Linked DNA regions of Sus scrofa: region 1 is linked to region 2. Evidence: chromatin contacts called from public Hi-C data. All regions are on one chromosome and are shown on one strand. The core of a region is the stretch at or near the end of the contact, and the rest is flanking DNA. Distances in the headings are between cores, read along the strand shown. Region 1 has its middle 120 kb from the start of NPY. Region 2 holds the start of MPP6 (MAGUK p55 subfamily member 6).

The links. A called contact is a pair of places that touch in the nucleus more often than the background predicts.
Region 1: a Hi-C map of liver shows a contact between it and region 2, with 4 times the contacts expected there. The contact joins the enhancer-like site here to the promoter of MPP6 in region 2. A contact is called at or near these places in 1 of 5 promoter capture datasets (liver), 11 of 47 Hi-C or Micro-C datasets (embryonic fibroblasts, fetal heart ventricle, fetal liver and 4 more) and 1 of 2 datasets of contacts at active chromatin or transcription factors (skeletal muscle).

Annotation. Positions count from the first base shown.
Region 1 is chr18:47,873,548-47,877,388 of Sscrofa11.1, forward strand. No RefSeq gene overlaps it. Among named protein-coding and RNA genes, the nearest start is that of NPY, 120 kb to the right of the region's middle. Within about 2 kb of position 2,139, at least 1 of the 83 cell types and tissues checked has an H3K27ac peak or open chromatin away from gene starts, as enhancers often do. A contact at or near this core is called in liver, where this site is marked.
Region 2 is chr18:47,708,893-47,712,998 of Sscrofa11.1, forward strand. MPP6 (MAGUK p55 subfamily member 6) reads right to left here and starts at 2,541. Exons shown (of 12, transcript XM_021079256.1): 1 at 2,397-2,541.

The sequences.
Region 1 (3,841 bases), core at 889-3,388, 160 kb after region 2:
TTACCTCACTTAGTATGACAATCTCTAAGTCCATCCATGCTACTGCAAATGGCTTTATTTCATTCTTTTTTATGGCTGAGTAGTAGTCTATTGTTTATATATACCACATCTTTTTTTATCCATTCATCTATGGATGGACATTTAGGTTGCTTCCATGACTTGGCTATTGTAAAAGGGGCTGCGATGAACACTGGGGTGCGTGTATTTTTTTAATTAAAAAAATTTTTTTTGCACCCACAGCATAGGAAAATTCCCAGGCTAGGGATCCAATCAAAGCTACAGCTGCTGGCCTACACTATAGCCACAGCAATGCCAGATCTGAGCCACATCTGAGACCTATACCACAGCTCATGGCAATGCTGGATCCCCAACCCACTGAGGAGGCCAGGGATTGAACCAGCATCCTCATGGATACTAGTCAGATTCTTAACCGGCTGAGCCACCATAGGAAATCCTTAATTTTTAAAATTTTTATTTTCCGTGTATCTTTTTGAATTAGAGTTTTCTCCAAATACATGCCCAGCAGTGGGATTGCTAGATCGTATGGTAAGTCTATTTTAAGTTTTTTAAGGAATCTCTGCACTATTTTCCATAGTGGTTGTACCAGTTTACATTCTCACCAGCAGTGTGGAAGGGTTCTCTTTTCTGCACACCCTCTTTAGCATTTATTCTTTGTAAACTTTTGGATTATGGCCATTCCGACTAGTTTTAAGGTGGTACCTCATGGTAGTTTTGGTTTGCATTTCTCTATAGTTAGCAATGTTGAGCATCTTTTCATGTGCCTGTTGGCCAATGTGTATGTCTTCTTTGGAGAAATGTCTATTTAGGTCTTCTGCTCATTTTTTGATTGGGTCGTTTGTTTGTTATTGAGTTGGATGAGCTGTTTGTATATTTTGGAATTTAAGCCCTTGTCAGTTGCACTGATTGTAGATATTTTGTTTCAGTCTGTAGGCTGTGTTTCATGTTTCTGATAATTTCCTTTGCTGTGCAAAAACTTGTAAGTTTGATTAAGAACCATTTCTTATTTTTGCTTTTAATCCTATTGCCTCAGGAGATTGACCTAAGAAAACATTGCTACAATTTATTTCAGAGAATGCTTTGCCTATGTTCTCTCATAGGAGTTTTATGGTGTCATATCTTATGTTTAAGTCTTTAAGCCATTTTGAGTTTATTTTGTCTTTATTGAAAGGATATCACTCTACCTGAATGAGTTCCCGAGCAAATGGAGACAATTGAGACTGACAAGTCAATGATGGTCTAAGTGGATTTGGTGAGGTGGGGGCACGTGGTGGTGGGGGGGGAGGCACATTTGTAAAATGGAGAAGAAAAGACTTAAGTGAAATAGGATTATATCGACTTAGAATTCATAAGCATTTGGACAAAGAGGATTATATTTACCTTCGGTTACTTATAAAGAGCAACTTTTCAAAGCACATTAACAGGACATAGGGAATTCTAGGGGACATGTTGAGCTCGCTTAGGAAAATAAGCAGCCCTAGTTCTTCACATTTGATATATAGACCTTAAATGATCCTTCTTTATTTTTCAAAGCAACTTTGCCAAAAATTTTATATGGGGAAAAACATTTTTAATCATGTACTTATAATACCTCTATGTTTAAAATAGAATATTTCAGTTCAGATTTTAATTTCATGTCGTCTTTTCCAAACGCTAACTTACTTAGACTTTACTGTATTGATGTGCCAGAAAGAAATGCTCTGGGGCAATGGAGTGAAAAAAAAATTAGAGAATATAATCTCACTAGGAGGGAAGATCTTCCCAGTCTGACCTTCAAATAGAATATGGAATGTGAACATATGCAGCAAGCAGGAAATTCTTCACATAGAGCCAGACTGGACTTGGGTGAACTAATGCCACCTTCCGTGAGTATCATCTCTACACTTTGGAAAAGGGACAATGTCTAGTCTTGTAAAGACTAGCTGGGTTTCTTGAGACAGGAGGGTCAAAGATTATACAGTGAGACAGGTGTATTCAGAGGGATGTGCTGGGAAACTGACAGATGTGGCAACTGCAGTCAAGGTCATAGCCTTCAGGTGCTGCTCTGAACTCATGCTCATCCAGCCCTCACCCCCCTGGGGATGTTGATGTAGTTTTCTTGGCTTGGGCAACGGCTCAGTGTGGTCACGCCTGGCTCAGGCTGCAGCACTGGCTCCATTCTGGCATGAAAGAAGGCTCTCATGATGGTTCTCTCATCGATTGCTCTGCTATTTCATCTTTTGGTGAAAAGATGTCACAACATGCAATCATGAGCAGAATCCCAGCTCTCCAAAACCACACTGGGCTGCTAATCTCTGACCTCCAGGGCTTCAGCTATTTAGCGGTTCAATAACCCTTACTTTAAAAGCCTGACTAGCAAGATTTCAGCCCTGTCTGCCTTGAGGGAGTCTCTTTAAAATGCTATTTATAGCGCATCATCAACATAATCCTGTTTGCAAGTGTAGTATCATAAGTAATGAACTATTTGATTTGCAAATTTCCTGATGCCATTAATCTGACAATTTTTGTGCCAGGTCAAGCTGCCTGAGAGGGCTGCCTTCACTAATAGCATCTCCAGGCTGATGCCTTGGTGGCCCATTTCAAATGCGATGGTGTGGATTATAGGAAGGGGATATTCTGGAAAAGGGGGTGTTCCCTGCATTCTTGCGTCAGGTCTTTTGTCCCAACTTTCAAAGTCATTGAATGGCATAAGATTAGTTATCAGATAACAGGATTTTGTCTCTGTTTTGGCCCCTACATGGTGTATTATCTTGGGCCAGGCACTTAGCTTCTGAGGGGATTGAGCAAACTGGACACTACATGACCGTCTCCTCCAGGGAGACCTCCTTGAACTCCCAGAAGGATGTCTCTGGCCATACCCTCGTAGTTCTCCTTGTGTACTTCTATTACATAATCCATGGCATTATATTGAAGTTACTCATTTACGGTCTTGTTACCTGAGACAAACTGACTGCCAGTTATTCCTTCAGCCAAAACGGGTTGCTTTGGATTGGCAAAGAATTGCAGTTCAGGATCTGCAACCATGGCAAGCGACATGCAAGTCCCATGCAAGTCCCCAACTATAAGGAGAGGAGAACTCTTACAGAGGGGAAAAGGAAGTTAGGAGGGCTGTAGTGAACGGAGTCCCTTGGAGGAGTGTGAAGAATAGTGGTTTTTCATTGGCTGATTTGTGACAGTCTCTCATGGCTGAGATCTTTCCAGGAAAGAAGAGGAAGTCTTTCTTCTTCCTGTTGGGCTCTTCATGAGACCTCCTCCTTCTAGCCTCTCGACTCTATTTTAATTGAGGTTTCTGTTTTAATTTTTACAGTCTTTTTTTTTTTCCACTAGGGTACAAGCTGTGTAAGGGCAGGGGCCGGATTTTATTCATCTGCAACCCCCTGGCACCTAGCAAGTGACTGGCACATAAGTGTCAGGTTTGCTAATCTGAACTGATTCTAAATTAGGCAGTATTGAAGAATTTCAGTGAGAAGTCAAAATGGGAATCTACTGAGGTAATATTTGCTAAGGAGTCTTATCTAAATGGTAACCAGTAAAACTGAACTAATGATGCTCATCCTTGAACATGTATTAGAATCATCTAGGAATTTAACAACAAATCAACAAAAACAACGCTCTGTCACCGCCCCCCCCCAAGATTCTGATTTAATCGCTCACTGTTCCCACCCTTTCTTTCTTCTTTCTTTCTTTCTTTTTCTTTCTTTCTTTTTCTTCCTTCTTTCCTCCCTTCTTTTCTTTTGCTTTTTAGGGTTGCACTCAAGTCATATGGAAGTTCCCAGGCTAGGGATAGAATACAAGCTGCAGCTGGAGTTCCCGTCGTGGCGCA
Region 2 (4,106 bases), core at 1,291-3,790:
ACATGTTTTTTCATAAAGATATTTAGCATGCAATCTCTACAGGACAAAACCAGGGCTATTAAAAGTGTTACCACTTGTATATTATGTAACCCTAGTCTAAACTAAAAGCAGCACAGACCTTAAAAAGTAACACATTGTGCAAACATGTATTTAAACATACATTTAAATATATGACAGATCTCAGATACCAGATGACCTCAGGATGACACAACCCATGAAAGTTGTTTGCTGTAATCAGGCCTCAGAAGACATGACTATAATCAGGCCTGATACCTTATCATAATTGCACAGCAGATGCCTAAAATAAGCAGTAATAGCGTGAGATCCGTTGTTTCACACATGTACCGCAACTATCTCCGCATTGGTAACAGAGTGTTGCCTCGCCTGAAATATTCGACCTGCATAAGTTTCTGAACGACCATTTCAAAGATTTCTCGGGAAGACATGGCTGCTAAATCCTACTCCAATTGAAAAGCAGTTTAACGCACCTCCAATGTTCCAAGGCGTATTACAAGGAGGCCAATTCAGGAGGCATAAAGTCAAATTCCAACACCCCAAAGGCATAGAAAAGGAGTAAAATGTAACCAGCTGTTTGTAAGTCAGGCGGAGAATTTTCCTGAGATTCCCCACCAGCCTTCAACTCCGTCCCTCGCCTGCCCCCAACCCTGCTTACATGCCCCAGCTGATGGAAGTTGAACGGATGGAATCACGCGCTGTAATCCCAGGAGCTGCGGAGACGGAGACGAAACTCCCAAGAAAGTGTTAAAAAAAAAAAAAAATCCTTCTGCAAAAAACACCCACCAACCAACCATCCACATCCTGTCATCACAACGACCGTAAGATCCCTCAGTCGACTCGACTCCCTTCCTGGCCCTTCACCCCGCCAAAAAAACAAAAAAAAAAAAGAAAGAAAGAAAGAAAGAAAAAGAAAAAGCCCCAGCACCTTTCGGGTTCCAGACACGCGTACCCAGAATCGGAAAGCACTGCCTCGGCCGCAACCGCCTCCGGAGCCGCGTGTGCTCGGCCCCCAAGCACTCTGCTCAAACAACTGGAGTCTCGTGCCTCGGAAGTAGCGGCAGGACTTGCAGAAAGCCTCCTCCCCCAACGACTCGGGGCTGGGGAGGCGGCCCGAGGTCGGCTGCGTCGCCCCCTCCCGAGACGGACCCCGGAGGTGTCCGTCACGGCCGCCGCCGCCCCCGGCGCAGCCCTCCATTCACGCTTTCCCACCGCTCCCGCCGCAGAGGGGGTCCGCGCCCCGCGCCGCTGCCCTGCGCCCGGAGGGCCCCCGCGCGACCCCAGCCCCAGCCCGGCCCCCGCCGGGGAGCACGCTGGCGAGAGCCGGGCGCGGCGCGGCGGCCGGCGGCATGGGCCAGGCACGTTGCCGCGCTCCGCCCGCCCGCAGCCCGGGAGCCAGGGGCCCGGCAGAGCGCGTCCCTTCCGCGCGGCCCGAGCGGAGCAGCCCCCGCCGCCGCCCGCGCCCAGGTGCCGAGGGGGCGGGGCGGGCCAGGGTCCCCGCGTGGCCCGCAGCCGTGAGCAACAGGGCGCCCCCGCAGCCGGCCCCGCGCGCGCCGAGACCGTTACCCGAGCGACGTGGGGCCCCGGCAACTCACCGGCTCGCACCTCGGCCGCCTCCGCGCCGCCGCCGCCGCCGCTCCCGTCCGCCGGCCGCCGCTGCTCTTCCTCAGCCGCAGGCGCCGCCGAGCAGCCCCATCTACAAACTCGCGGCTCGTAGTTGGGACCTGGAAAGGCGGCTCTCGCTCCCCTGCGCCGCCCTCCCCCTCCGCCCCCTCCCTCGCGCCCCACTCCGCCCGGCTCCGGTCGCCGGCGCCGCCGCTGCCACCACCGCGCGCGCGGCCAGCCTCTCCTCCGCCGCCCTCCTCCGCCGCCGGCCGGCCGCCGCCCACCTCCTCCTCCTCCTCCGCCTCCTCCCGCCGCTGCCGGGGCGCGCTCCCTCCCGGCCTCGCGCGTGCGCCGGACGCCGCGGAGCACGCTCGGGCGCGAGGAGGCGCCACCGCCTCGGGGAAGCCGGCCCCGCCCCTCCGGCCGCGGCGGGGCGACCAGGTGGAGCCCCCTCCCCGCGCCGGCAGACGGCGCCCCGGCCCGACCGCGCGGCCCGCCTCTCGCGGGGCTCCCGGGTCCGGCCCCGAGCCGCGCACGCCCGCGCGCGAGGGTCCCCCAGCCCCAATCCCCACCGGATCTTCCAGGCCGAAATTGCAGCTGTCACTCAGCATTTACCGAGGAGCAGGAGACTCCACCGGGCGTAAAAGAGGCTCCTCCCAGCCCCTTTCAAGAGTTTACATTCAAAGAACCCACCAGCCGTGGGGCCCAAAGGATAAAAAGACCTCGAAGAAAAAAAGCCTCTGGAAAATCTCCTCCCTCCCCCTTCACACACGCACCTCTGGTTTTGATGTGTATTCAGCAGGTTCTACGGCGCTGTGTCCTCCGTGAATTTCCTCCCGGAGGCCCAGCCAGGGAGTGTGATGCACACCCGAGGAAATGGACGGACACTAGCTCTTTTCATAGCACCGAGGCGCCCGTGGCACCCCCGGAGCCGGCTTTGCCGAACACTCCTGGGACACCAGTTGTTGAGCTCCCTCCAGACACCCGGCCTTCGCAGACCTCGGAAGTGGGGCTGCGCCACCCTTTCCACCTGGACTCTGCCTCTGCGGGGTGCATGGTGAACTGGGATGAGTGTCCGGGTGTGCAGATGACAGATTTTGACAGGAGCGCAGATTTAATTTTTCAGTTGAAAGGAACTGAGCGATGCGGTGCTGCAGAGGCTCTGGTAGAAAAACACAGCCAGGCAGTCTGAGAACTTCCGATTCCCTTAACCTCTCCCTGAATCCCAAGAGATCTGTGAACCCTCAGACCTGTGATGGGGCTTTTGGCAAAGCTGCTGTGTCAGCTGCTGCCGCTTCCTGAAATTGAAGAAGCTATGAACGCCTTGTTTACATTTTACAAAACGTTTACTGCAGTCTTTTCAAACCGGGAATTTAGAAAGTGCAAGTAAAACGTGACAAGGGCGGAACATCGCATCAGGTGGCTTCCTCTATGCAGCCTTTCCTGGCTTCTCTTGGGCACAGTGGCACTGTCCTGCACCAACCAGGCATTTGCTAAATGCTAGCAACATGGCCCTTTGGATTCAGAGATGGAGTTTTCAAGCTGCATTGTGGCTAGCACGGGAGGGAGGGAGAGAATGCTATGGAAGGGGTGTATTAAGACCCAAAACATTTTCTCTTAGCCTCAACCAAGCATCAAAGATTAATTTACTTTTCCATTAGGATCATTAATTTTGCAAACCCACACACAGGGGGAGTTTGTCGAGTATTAATTTAGAACCTTCTTTCCTGGAACAGCAAACCTGAGGAAGGGAAATTGGAAGCATTTAAGGACATCTGAATGTACTAAGGGATACCAGTAACTCCGAGCCCATGCTGAGCCCCCCTCCCTCATAGTCAGGCCAGTTGGATGAAATGAAGTTGACTGTGCCCTGTGCCCAAGAGTGAGGCAAGGCGGATGCAGAAGGGAAATATGTTTCTCTTCTCAGAATTAGGAAAAACCTCCACGTCTTCCTTTTCCTTCTCCTTGTTTCCCAGGTCCGTTTACTTCCCACAGGATACCCAATGGCTCATTCCCACTGCACCCTACCCACACCTCCCAACTTTGATCCTCTTCTTCCGATTCCCAATCTCACCACACCCTCTCCTACCAGGTGGTGCCCCGAGCCCCTCCAAGGGAGGGGATGAAGGTCATTTCTGGTATGTTCCTGATCCCTTATGAGTCCACCTTTGTTTCCTCAAGGGTCTTGCGGAAGCAATGTACTAACCTCCTACTCCACCCCCACTCCCTGAAAATAGGATGCGTTTCACTGAGAAAGTGTCAGGGAGGGAGAGATGGGGAGACTGTCCCTCAAATTATAACATGTAATCCTCCTGACTTAACAGCTGAGACCAGCCCTGCCAACTCCCCTATCCCTGCAGGTACCAGGGACCCAGAAGTTGGGAGCAGGCTTATAGGAACAATTGCCTTTCAGTTACAGTTCCAAGTCTGTCCTCTAAGTAATGACAGCTATTAGATGGAGGCTTCTCACGCTCGTAAGACTCAGT